2 separate regions of the Mus musculus genome follow, and region 2 is linked to region 1. Evidence: chromatin contacts called from public promoter capture Hi-C data. All regions are on one chromosome and are shown on one strand. The core of a region is the stretch at or near the end of the contact, and the rest is flanking DNA. Distances in the headings are between cores, read along the strand shown.

What was found. Promoter capture Hi-C pulls out the DNA fragments that hold promoters and counts their contacts.
Region 2: a contact with region 1 is called in a promoter capture Hi-C map of embryonic stem cells, with 3 times the contacts expected there. The contact joins the enhancer-like site here to the promoter of Thsd7b in region 1. A contact is called at or near these places in 4 of 39 promoter capture datasets (embryonic stem cells, liver and maxillary cranial neural crest) and 1 of 9 other capture datasets (embryonic stem cells).

Annotation. Positions count from the first base shown.
Region 1 is chr1:129,269,402-129,276,798 of GRCm38.p6, reverse strand. Thsd7b (thrombospondin, type I, domain containing 7B) reads right to left here and starts at 3,495. Exons shown (of 28, transcript NM_172485.3): 1 at 3,199-3,495.
Region 2 is chr1:130,243,181-130,250,577 of GRCm38.p6, reverse strand. No RefSeq gene overlaps it. Among named protein-coding and RNA genes, the nearest start is that of Gm41951, 55 kb to the left of the region's middle. Within about 2 kb of position 3,442, at least 7 of the 459 cell types and tissues checked have an H3K27ac peak or open chromatin away from gene starts, as enhancers often do. A contact at or near this core is called in embryonic stem cells, where this site is marked.

The DNA.
Region 1 (7,397 bases), core at 2,246-4,745:
TTTCACAGGTTTGATGTGTTAATTATCACTTAGATATTAATCCTGCTAACAACTCTAAATTAAGGACTCATGCTATAGCTACGAAGCTGCCTGGTACTAAAACGATTATGGCTGAGTGTCTTTTAAAGTCGTATACTGGGAAATATCTCCTTGTGAAAACATAAAGAATGTAAGTTTAAACTCAGACTCAGAACTCTAGAAGTTTATGAGGCTCCTTTGAGCAGTTGAGGGTAGTGAGCTGCCCTTTTGTTGTTCAAGGCACAAACCTCTGTGCCTCTGAAGCCTAGCTGCTTATGGTGTTGTTCATTTCCCCCCCAACAACTGGTATAGTTGACACTACTTAGAATTCTTTAATCTGTTTATCTTAATCATTCACTTAATGTATCGTATCATTTGTCATTTTGACTGTTCACTGAATAGGACCAGTCAGCCTTTCTGCATCATTCTATTCAAGCCTTTCAATCAAAGTTATTACGTTAAAGCCTGATCTTGACAAAGGTGTACAGAACATCAAGATTGCAGTTTGGGCAAGATGGCTTTTTATCTATAAAAGAATTGGATTACTCTAGCTGCAACTTCTGAAGTACAATTAAAAGGGGTTGGCAGACTGAAAATGGTTCAGACACTCCTCTCCCATTAACTTCCATCCTCGCTTTTCATTCTGTCTGTTTAGTCAGTGACTTAAAGACAAACTTCATTTTTACAGATACAATAAAAAAAATATTCCTTCAGAAATAAGACTCACAGCAAGTAGACAAAGTTCTCAATGGTCTTTGTAAAGAAGAACATCCTAAGTATCATTTCCCTTCCACCCCTTCTCTTCCCCTTGAAAGGCAAGCTCAGTAGAGCGCAGAATAGTACATTCAGTCACCAACTTAACCAATGCCAATCTCCAAATCAGCAGTCTGTGTTTGCATGCTCTTTATGATTGTTTCCTATGTGTCTAGCCTTTCAAGTTTCTAACAAGCAACAACTTGGATGAAAAATAAATGAAGAAGGATGAAGAAATACTGCAAAGAACATTTTTGAAATATCAATTTAAATACTGAGGAAAATATTGAGTGAAGCCATTGTATTTTAAACCCCACAATAGACCTAAGTGGTCCATGTCCATAGACAGCACTCTCCAGGATGTCTCCAAGCCCTTGGGGCATCTTCAGAACCCTGAAAGGTCTTCAGGTACACAGAGCTTCTGGTTCCTGTCTATGAGAACAGGTAAGACTTCTCCACGTCCTCTAAAGCAACATGACTCTCACAATTCTTAAGACGCATATGGATAAGTTGCCATAGTCCAGAAAAATCATCTTTTCCATCCTTTTTCACTTAAATTTGCATGAACAGGAGTTTCCAATCCTTGGCTTCTAGCAAGTACACAATAACCAGGGAAAGTAGAAGCCAAGCTGGAGGATTCCACTCCCTCCTGCTGATCCTGTGCCCCTAAGACAACGGAACTTGCCAGGTTAAGTTTTCAAAGACCTAGTTAGAAATGGCACTGAGGTTTAAAAACAGGAGAGCATCAAAGGAAAGCCTCAAGATTGAAACTTTCTATATAACCCTCAACCCACAAAGTCGAAAGCGCACACTCACCACTGAACAGGACTTCGTGATTTGGTTAGTGGTATCCTTAAGTGGCTCTTGGGAAGCCTTAACTGAATTAGAAGGAGGGGGTTTCCCTGTAGATCAGCTCCTCCCAGTTACCCAACAACCCCAGATTGTCTTCTGAAATGCCAGAGGGAATAAGATCTCTCTGACATCCAAAGATAGCCTGGAAAAAGGAAACTCCAGAAACACAATCCACAGGCACACACACACACACACACACACACACACACACACCCCACAGGTTGGTTGGCATGACCCCTGCCTGCACGGATTACCCATCTGCTAATAAACCTCACAGATGTGTTGAGAAAACATCAGGCAGGTGCTTTCCACCTGATCACCACATACAAGAATACTTGAAGGAGGGCAGTAGCCCATTGCCAACAGATCACCCCAACATTAAAAGGAGCACCAGGCTCCCTGGCGCTTTCTACAGAGTGAACCAAAGTCTTCTGATATCATTGGACTCCACTCACTGGGCAGAATCGAATCGCAGGAGCTCTTAAAGGATGCTCATTCTTTAAGAATTTTCAAAAGAAAAAAGTACCATTAAATACCATTCCTTCCTCTACAAGTGTGTGTGTGTGTGTGTGTGTGTGTGTGTGTGTGTGTGTGTGTGTAAGAAATACAGCCAGGGAATGCTTATTGCCCTCATCCTCAACTACACACACACACACACACACACACACACACACACAGAGAGAGAGAGAGAGAGAGAGAGAGAGAGAGAGAGAGAGAGAGAGAGAGGCACACTCCAAGCTTTCCAACTTCAAGACTCAATGTACTAGGACGCCTAGAGCTGAGGTTTCATTTCCCTTTTCAAATAACTTTAATAGTGTATAGAACATGCAAGATGCAAAGTGGGAGCGGTAGGAGAAAGCATGCTCCTTCTCCTTGCTTCCCACTCTCACATGCTGGACCCATTTTTTTCTCTCAAAAAAGCAATGTGGTATCATGTCCAACCTGTGGGCTCCCCTGTCCCCCAGGACACCCCTTGCCCCCTTGAGAACCATGGGCATGTAAACTGTTGCTGTGGCCTCCTGTCACTTCAGGGAGAAATCGGAGGACTCCGCAAAACTTCTTGGCTTGCTCCGGTATCCTCTCGGGTCCCTGAGCACCCATGCGTGGATTTCACCTTCCGGGCTACCCAAAGGGGACCCTTCACTCGACCAGTTTGAAAAACCTACAGAACTCCCGGTGCTGGGATCTGAAAGCTTTAAGGTTCCACGTACAGGATGGGGACCCACCGGTTCCTTTCATAGGTTCCCCACAAAGCAAGCTAGAACCCACCCCATGTGTGTTCAGTCCAATTGCCTGAGACCTATGCCCAAGTCGCGGGGTGTCCCTGCCTGCCCTCCGGATTAGAGGATCCAAGCATTCTACACCCCAGCAGCCAATCATTCCCGCAGCCCAGAGCCAAAGGCTCCGGTTCCAAGTTCCGCGACTAGCTGGAAGAAGGGACGAGGGAAGGTGCCTGGCTATGAAAGTCTGTGCGGGAGGCGCCCCCATTCGGGGCAGCTCTCTCTCCATCCGGCCAGCCAAGGGGACCCGCGGCATCAGTCCATGCCAGCTGGGGCACAGCGCGACCGCACTCACCAGCCTCGCCCGAGCCGCAGCTGCAGCTTCTGGGAGCCGACGAGCCCCGAGCTTTCCCAGTGAAGATGGTGGTATGTGTCGGGAGACCACCCATTCCAGCGTCTGGCAACCCGGCTGCGACTCTGGCTGCTCAGCACTGAAGCAGGAGGAAGAGGAGGACGAGGAGGAGGAGGAAGAAACGGCGCAGTCGGACGCCATCTGCTGTACACCTCTGCGCATCCATTGGCTGCCTGGTGCGTCCCCGGGAGCCGCGGGGCGCCGGGCCGCGGGGAGCCACCTTGCGCCTAGCCTCCCACAGCAGCTGCTCCGGTGCCCCTCCCTCATGCCTTCCCCTCCTCCCTCATCTCTCCTCCTGGCCCTCCTCCCCTTCTCTGGGTTAGTGCACCCTTCAGACCCCAGGACTCGCCAAACCAGCTCCCCTGGGTGAGCAGCCTGAGGTGCAACTGGCCTCAACCCCCTTGGCTCCTCTGCACCCCTCAAAGCCGACTGTTTTCCCAACTCTAATGCAGGAGTGCAGGTGCTGGCTAAGTGAGGGAGACTCCCCAGCTGGGCTGAGCACCTGGTGCCTAACCACTCTGAGCCTGGGGTAGGCACAAGGGGAAGTCCCAGGGAAGCTGGGGTGGGGTTGATCTTGGCACACTTGCCTGCAGGCACTTACTGAGCCATTCCTCAAGCTTCCCCAAGCCTCAGAGTTCCTCCTGATGATAACTGAAAAGGATAAAGATCCCAATGGTGTGTGTAGGAGAGGCACACTAGGGGTGCCTCCAGAGAACCACCGGGGTACTAATGTAGGCATAGCCCTGTTATGAGACGCCCAGAGTCTGTCACTGCAAGTCAATCAGATACCTGGGAAAAGCCAGAATCCTTTGGATCCTTTGGTTTAAAGCATCCTTGGTCCTAGAGCTAGTGAGGTGTGGGAAGTTTGCCTCCTAGGTAGGGATGTCAGAGGCAGCTAGTAGCCTGAGAGTCCTAGCCCACCCAGGTAAGGTAGGCAGAGATGCAGGCCAGATCTCTCTCAGGCAGGCGAGGAAGGAGCTGGAGTTCTGGAGGTCCTTTGCCTACTCTGACACTTGTTCCAAACCCTCCTGGTTTCTGACAGCTTTGATCCAGAGAACTTCTTAAGCTTGTTCAGAGAGATGAGGTTGCTTCAAAAGGAAGGAAGGGAGGTAAGGGGAGTAATGACTATCTATTGCCAGTTACTGGGAATTTTGCTTGTCTTGGTTCTTTAAAAGTGGGAGCACAGAGACAGCAAGGAATGTATCCTTATTTTATTCGGCGCCTGGCACACCATGGGTGTCTAAAAGAAGCAAAAATAATAACGATAAAATTAAAGCTTGATGTCATAGCACAAATTAAACAGCAGAGTAGCTAGGATCTGCCACAGAGGGACAAACAAATCAAAAGGATATAAATGCCACTGTAAGTGGAAAGGTGAATATTTTGGTGGGGAGCTTGCTGTGGGACAGGTTCTGAGAGTGGGAAGCATTAGCCCTTGAACCCAGTAATCACTATTGTCCTAGGGAGTTCTGTGCTCACATTCAGGGTTATGCCTCTCTTTAGATCATTGTCTTAAAAATGCATCAGCTGTCATCCAGATCTCACAGTATCTCCCAAAATTCAAGACCACATGATCTGTTACCCCAAGTAGAAAAGGGTCCATTATATTTTATTGTGATAGATATAGATATAGATATAGATATAGATATAGATATAGATATAGATACAGATATATAGATCAATAGGCAATGGGTTTCATTTAAGTAACTTGAGAAACAGCAGCCAGAGAAAAGAACATTTCTGCTTTCCTGAAGTGCTCCACCAGGACTTCCCAGGTTTCAAGCTTCCCAGAATAGATGCTGCGTCTCCAGAACCCATCCCAGGCTCACACACTCTGATTACAAAGCTTGGCTTTGCAACCTTTCTTCAGCGGGCCATCAAAGGTGACTTCAGAATATGTTGCTCACAGATACCTTGGTACTTACCTCCCACACCCCTCCAGAGGCATATATTTTTCTTAAGGTTGGTGATTCGAATCTGCATTCTCAATTTAATAAGAAGCGCATCCTCACTAATCCCATACAGTACCTCAGCAATCATTTATGATGCTCATGAGAATATTTGGATTTCTTTTAAAATGCAGCTTTCCCCCCTCTGTCATTCTGGGTCTCCTGGTGTTCAGAACTATAAGTATAGATAATACTCATACCCCAGTTATGTACTGTGCATTGGGTTTCTTTCTTTATGGTGGCATATTTGTGTGTGTGTGTGTGTGTGTGTGTGTGTGTGTGTGTGTGTGTGTGTGTGTGTGTGTGCATATAGGTGTTCATATACATGTATGTGTATGAGCATCAGAGGTCAACATTGGGTTCCTCTGCCAATCTCAACCTTATGCTTATGATGCAAGCACTTTTTTGCCTGGACCATATTCCTAGCTCCTACATTTGGGTTCCTTAAAAGAAAAGAACAATTCAGAAGAATGAAGTCCAAATGAGTTCTAAATACAAAGAGCCATAAGTATTAAGCATCACTACGTCTCTCTCAGGTTAGCTGGAAGACAGTGACTCCCCTTTAAGGCATTGTGCTGACCATAGTATTTCAGGAAAGTCACAGGGTAAGATGACAGACTTTTACCTTACATTATTGTATAATAATGCATAAATCTACCAGAAGGAAAATGCAAACCAAAAATTCATTCTAACCTCGTCTTTCTGCTGCTAGCCTCAAACCTCTGGCTTATGTTCAAATGGAATTTGCTAAAATACCGACTTCTTCCTAACATCATGAGTGTTGGTCCTTAGAAAAGCACTGGCAAAAAAAAAAAAAAAAAAAAAAAAAAAAGTCTGCATTAGATGAGGAACATTTAAAGGACAGCCTAGACAGGAAGATAGGCAAGAAAGACTGCTAGACAGGTACAGAAATTGTACCAGGGAAAGCGTTTGGAAGAACATAGCCTTGAGAGTAGGTGGCATCATTATCTGTGAGGAACGGATCAATAGGGGTGGAAAATAAGCTGGAGGTTAGAAATTCCCATAACCCTCATACACAGATGGCAAGGGCGCCAGTCAACCCTTCTAACAAGTGCAGAGGAAACAGTAGAACAATAGAAGGGGGAGGCTGGAGGCCTGTTGGGATTCATTCCCCAGGGCAAGCCAAAGCTGGCTAGCACTAGGAGGAAAGTAACCCTTGCTCTCCAGGCACCACTGGAGTTTAAAGGTACATTTTGTTGTTGTCCAGTATGTTTGCCACCACTGCTATTTCTGAACACCAAGTTTTCCATACAGTATAACAAGCTTGGGTGAGAAAATATCATGTAAACAAAACAAACAAATAGCGACAATAACAAGAGATAAAGAAGGCATGCTGAGATGGAAGCCCAATTTAAAACAAGAGTGAGAAACGCAAGTGCTAGCATCCCAGGCTTGCCACCCAGGAAGTCCCTGCTTCTGCTCTGTCTGCAATGCCCATGTGCAAGGAAGCAGGGAGTTCAGCCCAACACTCAGCCACTTTGAGGGAGCAGAGCAGGAGGAGTAGGGAAATAGGAAAAGGGACTGTGATTGTCTCATTTACACAATTCATTCGGTCCAATTCCAGGTTGGCTGAGATCCTGTGGCAAAACTGAACATTTTTTTTTCCTGCCAAAAAAGAGCATTTAGTGTTGGCATAGATGTGCAAGCCTTGACTTTGGTCCAGTAATTTGATTTTGATATGTCAACATCTTAAAATACAACCTTATGGTAATGTCTTGAGAAGTAGTGCAACCTAACTCCACTGGCCTCTGGCCCAGCTCTGCCCCACTGAGGCACCAAGATCTTCCCAGAATACCCTCAGCATTCCTAACTTAGTCCCAACCCACTAGCCTCAGTCACACATTAAGATATTTGCTGTGTGTGCTGAGTGTATGCCTACAAATACAGCTTTAGGTATTTGCTCTCTGGCAATGGAGCTGGCTGAGTACTTTGTACTCATGAAGTTTAATGTCTAATAGGAACAATAAACACAAGGGCCTACATATGGTTCTGACAATATAAGATGAAAGAAAAGAAAGAGAAATTACTACAAAGATACAGACCAGAAAGAACAAGCACAAAGGGACAACTGCAGGCAAAACTCCCAGAGGGAGTAATATTTACTCTCAGATACAGAAGATAATGCGGGTGGGATGGGGTATTATGTTCTGTCCTAGATATTAGGTGTTGAGC
Region 2 (7,397 bases), core at 2,193-4,692, 970 kb before region 1:
GGGCTTCCTGGCCTACAACAGATTGGGCCACTTCAGCCTTTCGGCCTGGGAGGAGGGCCAGAGGTGGGTGCGGGTGAGGCCGAGGTGGCGTTCACCTCAAAATACAGTTTTAACACCCTATTAAGGCTGCAGTGGTGCTAATAAAGAATTGTAAGATAAATTTGTATATTTTAGAAAACCTATAACAAAAATTGTGTCTTAAGAACCTGACAAAGTGTCTGTTCCTTGTTTAAAACAGCAATTAAATTGGTTATTATAGAATATTGATATTTAATCTATTGCATACCATCATTTTAAATAAAATTGACAATCATTACCCCAAAGATAAGTTAAAAAATTGTTCTTATGCACGCTTCTGTATCTTTTATAAATTCATGCATGCATGCATCCCAATTACTGTGTTTAAAAACAGCCCTCTTATGGGAGAAAAGTCTATGTGAATTGGATCACACGCTTATACTTTTGAGTTTCTCCCTGCTTCAACACAGATTATTAAATTGTGTGCTGTAGATGGTGTTTTAAAATGTTGAATAATCAAGCTTTAATTTGTATCTTTATTAATATGTATATCTCAGAGCTTACAATTGCTTAAAATTGTTCATCCCTCAGATGCTATTCATTCTCAAGTTTGCAATTGCTTATGCAACTCATAAGAAAAAATGCTGTTCCTTTAAGAAGACTGTTTTTGGATATTTAAGAATTTGTCCTGGGTTGCCTGGAAAAGACCCCCAGGATTTGCTTTTGTGTTATAGAGATTTACAAAAAGCTTTAGCTGATAAAGGATTACTGATAGCTCCTGAAAAGATAAAAACTCAGGATCCTCATAGTTATTTGGGTTCTAGACTTTCTAATCAAGCTGTTTTTCCCCAGAAGATAGTTATTCACAGAGACAACTTAAGGACTTTGAATGATTTTCAAAAATTGTTAGGTAATATTAATTGGCTTTGCTCCTATTTAAAGCTTACTACAGGGGAGTTGAAACCTTTATTTGATATTCTTAAAGGGAGTTCTGATCCTACCCGCCCTAGATCTTTAGCCTCAGAAGGATTGCTGGCCTTACAACAAGTGGAAAAAGCTATTGAAGAACAATTTGTCACTTATATAGATTACTCTTTGCCTTTACATCTGTTAATTTTTAATATAATTCATATGCCTACAGGATTGTTATGGCAAAAGTCTCTTCTAATGTGGATACATTCGAGGATTTCTCCTAAACGTAATATCTTGCCATATTATGAAGCAGTAGCTCAGATGATTATCATTGGAAGGAAGCAGGCACTAACTTATTTTGGCAAAGAGCCAAATATTATTGTTCAGACTTACAGTATAGGTCAAGACACTTGACTGAAACAGCACAGTACAGATTGGTTGTTTGCTCAAATAGGGTTTAAAGGAACTATAGACAGCCACTACCCTCAAGATAGGTTGATAAAAATTTTCAAATGTATATGAGGTAATATTTCCTAGTATGACCTCTTTAGAACCCTTACACAATGCTGTTTTGGTGTTTACTGATAGCTCCTCTAAAGGGCGAGCTGGATATCTTATAAATAATCAACAGGTAATCATAAAGACTCTGGCCTCTCAGCTCAATTAGCAGAATTAACAGCAGTATTGAATGTCTTTCAGTCTGTGAATGATGCTTTTAACATTTTTACTGATAGTTTATATGTTGCACAATCGGTACCCTTATTGGAGACTTGTGGTATGTTTAACTTTAATATGCCAGCTAGATCCTTGTTTTTACAATTGCAAAACATCATTCTTGCCCCAAAACACCTGTTCTATATTGGCCACATACGATCTCATTCTGGTCTTCCTGGACCTTTAGCTGAAGGCAATGATAGCATCTACAGAGCTCTAATAGGAGAAGCCTTAATTTCAGATCCTGTTGCTTTGGCCAAGCATGATCATGAAAAATTTCATCTCTCTAGCCATACCTTAAGGTTCCGACATAAGATCACTAAGGAGCAGGCAAGAATGATTGTAAAACAATGTCCTAAAAGTATTACATTATTTCCAGTGCTACATTTAAGAGTTAATCCACTAGGTCTTATGCCTAATCATATTTGGCAAATGGATGTAACTCATTATGCAGAATTTGGAAAATTAAAATATATACATGTTTGTATTGACACTTGTTCAGGATTTCTTTTTGCTTCTCTGCATATAGGAGAGGCCTCTGAAAATGTAATTGATCATTGCCTACAAGCCTTTAATGCCATGGGATTGCCTAAACTTATTAAAACAGATAATGGGCCATCCTATTCTAGCAAAAATTTTACTTCATTTTGTAAAGAATTTGGTATCAAACATAAAACTGGAATTCCTTATAACCCCATGGGACAAGGAATAGTTGAACGTGCTCATCGCACTTTTAAAAATTGGCTATATAATCTCGTTCTTTATAGATTAAAAACAGTAATGGTTTAAGATAATATTTTGGTATTTTTTGAAGAATGTGCATGTCAAATTGTAAAAAATTTGCTCTTGGTGTCCTCAGTTCCTATCTGTTTCCACATAATGGTGTTAATTCTTGAGGACCTATATTTAATCAATTGCTGCAAATGAATGCTCTTATTTCTGATTAATAAATAAATAAATTATGCACATGTGACTATTAATAACTTTTCAAGCTTTCTAGTTATACCTGCTCTTCAAGAGAAACAATTGAAAGTGTAATTAGTCACTGCCCTTGTTATATTAAAACTGATTATAACAGTCAAGTATTTGAGATGTTTTGTCAACAATTTAATAATTTTCAAAAACAGGGTATTGTGGAACTTTAAAAACTCTTCTTCTTAAAAAACAAAGAAAGGGGGAAATTATATCTCCGTGCACATTATTTAATATATCCCCATGCACATGATTTAAATCATACTTTGATTTTAAGAATTTTGAAATTTGATGTCAAAGAACTTAATAAATGCCTCATAGTATCTTAAAACCAGACATAATCATGTCTAGGTGAGATAAAAAGGATATACTTATTGGCATATGGCTTGATCCTGAACAGATACCTTATTGGGAAAGGGAAAAGCATAGGTTCTCTTCACAGAACGCTGCAGAAGCATGACTGCTAATTCGTGTGACAAGCTGACAGGTGAGTTCGCTGAGTGCCCTAACTGTAGTGACAAGAAAGCTAAATTGGGTATATGTTTTTGACTCACCTTTGCTTGCCATTTTCCCAATTTGGACAAGCTAAGCTACCTTGCTTCAAGCTTTTTAAACCTTATGAGACATAGAACGCTAGAGACCGTGTAATCTCACTTAGAAAGATTAGTCACAAGAAAGACTTATAGTGATTCTTCTCCTTCCCTCATTGTGACTGAAAGTATAACAAAGTACAAACAGAATTCTAGGCCTTTAGGCCCAGGCTTGGGAATGTGGCCTTTGCAAAGGTATGCTAATCATAAAACAGATAGCGACATTCCTCTACCCACCGGCTTCCTGGGTTCAAAGAGTGCTCATTCAAAGAATGTCACCCTGAGCATTGCCAGAACCCGCTATGCAAATGTGCTTTTGTTAGGGGCTCTTAGAAACTGTTTTGAGAAATAACCCTCACAATTACCAGGTATTCCTCATGACTCTTGTAACTTTGCACTTCCTTGTGACTCTTAACTGGTATCTTTGGTATCTTCCAACAACACCCTCCCCACTTCCTTGAGTTGTGGTTTCTTCCTTTAAATACCCCCTTACCCAGCTACTCGGGGCGCCACAGTCCTCTACCCCTGCGTGGTGTATGACCGTGGGCCCGAGAGCGCTCTTGAATAAAAATCCTCTTGCAGTTTGCAACAAGACCGTTTCTTGTGGGTGATTTTGGGGTGTCACCTCTCCTGAGTCAGAACGTGGGGGAGTCCTCACGTTGTGGGTCTTTCATGACCAGTTATTCTTACTCAGTCTTGGACTGGTCTAGTAATAATTCCAGTATTAGAGATTCCTAGGGAAGATAGCTAAAATCTTAATTACCTAGAAAACTTAATTTGGAGCACAGCCTCCACTCCCAGAGAAGCTGCAGCCTTTCTGCAATTCTCAAAGCCACCTACCCCACATCCGGAGCTCTAAGTCTAAGCTTGATTGTTGTTAATTTGCAATTGAATGGAGTACCTGAACTTCCCCAAAGAAGCTTTTGTACTGTTGCTTTTCACTGTCTCGACTTTGTTTTTCAAGCAGGTCAGTCATGCCCTTCAGCCTGACTGTAGCAGGTGTGCAGCCCCCATCAGCGCAGGTGGCAGTTATTAATCTTCATGAGGAAGAATTCAAAGTACGTATTGTGGCTTTGGTCTGAATTGGGAATAAGGTATGCTAATGAGGGCCGGACAGTCAAAGACAGGCACCCAGATCTCAGAACCATACCAATCTAAGACAGAGGTATACGCCAAAAGGCCGTGGCTGTTGATAACACCCCACAGAGCCATGTTTTGTGTGAAATATAACACCAACAAGCTGCACGTAGCCTCCAAGACAGAATTGGATGGTTCGGGAAGATCTAAGATTTCCCGAACAGGCAGGAAACTAAGACAGGCACAGCCACCAGCCACCATAACTCCCAGGCAGGACTATAAAGCATAAATAAATTTCATGCCTCAGTCCAGCTTTTTTTTTTAATATTAATAACAGGGGGGACATTGTAACCTCCCCCAGCCTGAAGCAGGCTAAGTCAGACCTTGACCTTGCTGCCACTAAGTAGATTACCTAGGGTGGAGCCTTCCTCCCTAGATCACTCTATTGTTCAGCCACTGCTGCTGTTCTTCCTGCTGAGAGGCCCCTGAGCTATTCCAGAGACTACACCCTATCCTGCATGGCATCATCTGCAGCTGGTTCCAGGTTCCAAGGATGAATTGGCAGAAATGTCCCCCTCCCCCCCTTTATAAGCACATTTGCCAGTAAACATTTGAGCTTTGATCAGGAATCTTGACTTAGTTCCATTTTTCTCTCGACCACCTAGTTCCCCTCTCTTTTCATCCCTGGCTTGCCTCCCAAGTGTACCCCGTTTCTTGTGAGCTGCAGGTCGGCTTCCAACAGATGTATTGTTGTAGGGGCTCCTAAAGATTTATTGTTATAGCCATAGATTAGCATGTCTTTTAAACCTCATCAGAAAAGCTTCTATTTATATTGAGTTTTGATTAACGCATGAAACAAAGCCTTAAGAGGGACACTCATAGCACAATCCCAACTCCTATGGCTCAGTGGTCAGTGCAGAAGAGGGGGTAGAAAGATTGTGAAAAGCAGAGGAGACAGCAGACAACAAGGATGCAGCATATTCCAGACATAGCAGTTACACATAGGAACTCCCAGCAGTTGAGACAACTTGCACAAGACTCACGCAAACTCAAGCCAGATAAAACCCCAGCATGGAGAGAAGAGGTAGGCGTGAAGTCCCATCCCACATAAGGAGTTATTAGCAATTGACAGGGACAGGTTGAGTCAGTTTTCTTTAAGGGTTGGGTTCCTGGTGAGTTAATCATGCTCCATTGGAAGACCATACACCCAAAAGTATATAGGAAGCACCAAGTGTACTTGATCTGTTTTTAAAGCAAGGGCACAAAGTTGGGTAGGTAAGGAAGGAGGGTGGATCAAGAGTTAGGGGAAATGGAGGAGCTAGAGAAAGTACCCAAGGAACTAAAGGGATCTGCAACCCTATAGGTGGAACAACATTATGAACTAACCAGTACCCCGGAGCTTTTGACTCTAGCTGCATATGTATCAAAAGATGGCCTAGTCGGCCATCACTGGAAAGAGAGGCTCATTGGACACACAAACTTTATATGCCCAGGGGAACACCAGGGCCAAAAAATGGGAATGGGTGGGTAGGGAAGTGGGGGGGTATGGGGGACTTTTGGGATAGCATTGGAAATGTAATTGAGGAAAATATGTAATAAAAAATATTAAAAATTTTAAAAAAGTTAAAAAAAAGAGTTAGGGGATGTAAGGGAGAGGTGAATGGTATCAAAGGATATTGTGTGAAACTCTTAAATAACTAAAATAAACAAGAAAAACTCCTAAGTACCTTTAAAGCTTTCAGGTGATTAATTTTACTTTCCAAAGAACTCCAAAACAAATTGCCTTGATATGATGACTTCATATGTATTTGTCACTCACTGAACTGCCCAGTGAGATGGACTTGACAGATTCCAAAATGGCTTTTCTGGAGCGGTTGCAGACACGGCCAATTTAAAGCCTGTTGCTGGAGACCTCTGGTATATGGAAGAACTTAAAGTGTTTGAGTGAGGTAAAGGAACATATTCCCAGAATTCACAGGACAGAAATAGGTCCTTGATCAGGAAAGAACAGAATTGTCTCTACATTTTTACTGGTCCAAGTGGTCCTCTATCTGAAGATGCTTAAATCCTGAAATGCTTTCTTTGTCAAACCAAGGATGTCTAGAATAGAAACAGCTCATGTGGAGCTTAGCTGCCTACCTATTTACTAATTTTCCCGAGTGAAGACAAAAATGTATGGTTCCCTCCCTGTGTATGTGATCACCAGAGATGCTACACAAAAACCGTATTTTTGATGACAGATCAGCAAAACTAGTGCACATGTTCCCAGCTCATGTTATTGTTAGTGGCAAACTCCTATTCACATTAGTAACCATTTTCAAGTCAAAGTTACCAAGAGAGTCTTAAACAGCCAGTGCCTCAGCTATCTATTGTAACCCCTCCTAATAATTTCAGCAAATGGCTCTTAAATGCAAATGGGCCAACAAGGCTTTTAGACTATAATTTATATCTAAAGCACTTACTATTGTCTACCCTGGAGCTGTTAAAATCGTTTAAATTAGGAAAAAATGCCTTTGAAAATAAAAAGTAAGTAATCAGGAATAGCTGTTAAACTTCCTCCAGGCACCCAGCAGGGTCTTAAAGCAAAGATAACCAGTGACATGCGCGACATGAGTGACATCGTGGTCAATGGGCAATGTGGTAGCACCTAGAATACTATCTGAGGACTCTAGGTAAAAGGAGTCTCAGTGCATGCCAGGCAAAATAGCAAACATCTGTAATCCCAGCACTTGGGAAGTTGAGGTGGGAAGATAGTGTGGCAAACCTGAGGCTACCCTGGTCTACACAGTGAGTTCTAGACTTGACAGGGATATAGAGAAAGACCCTGTCTCACGAACAAACAAACAATCAAACAAACAAACAAATAGACTCCCCCCCCCCAAATGTTGTCTGTTCAGATTTTACTCTTATCTATTCATTATTCATCCTGCAAGGGAATGAACTCATAATAAAAGGGGTTACTCTGGTCCATCGGTGTCAGCTAGCCTTCAGCAGTGGATCCCTGAGCCCTGGCTATATTCACATGGAGAGAATGATCTTTCCTTCTCCCCCTGTCCCTGCCTCACTCTCCCTCTCTTTCTCCCTCTCTTTCTGCCTCTCTTTCTCTTTCTCTCT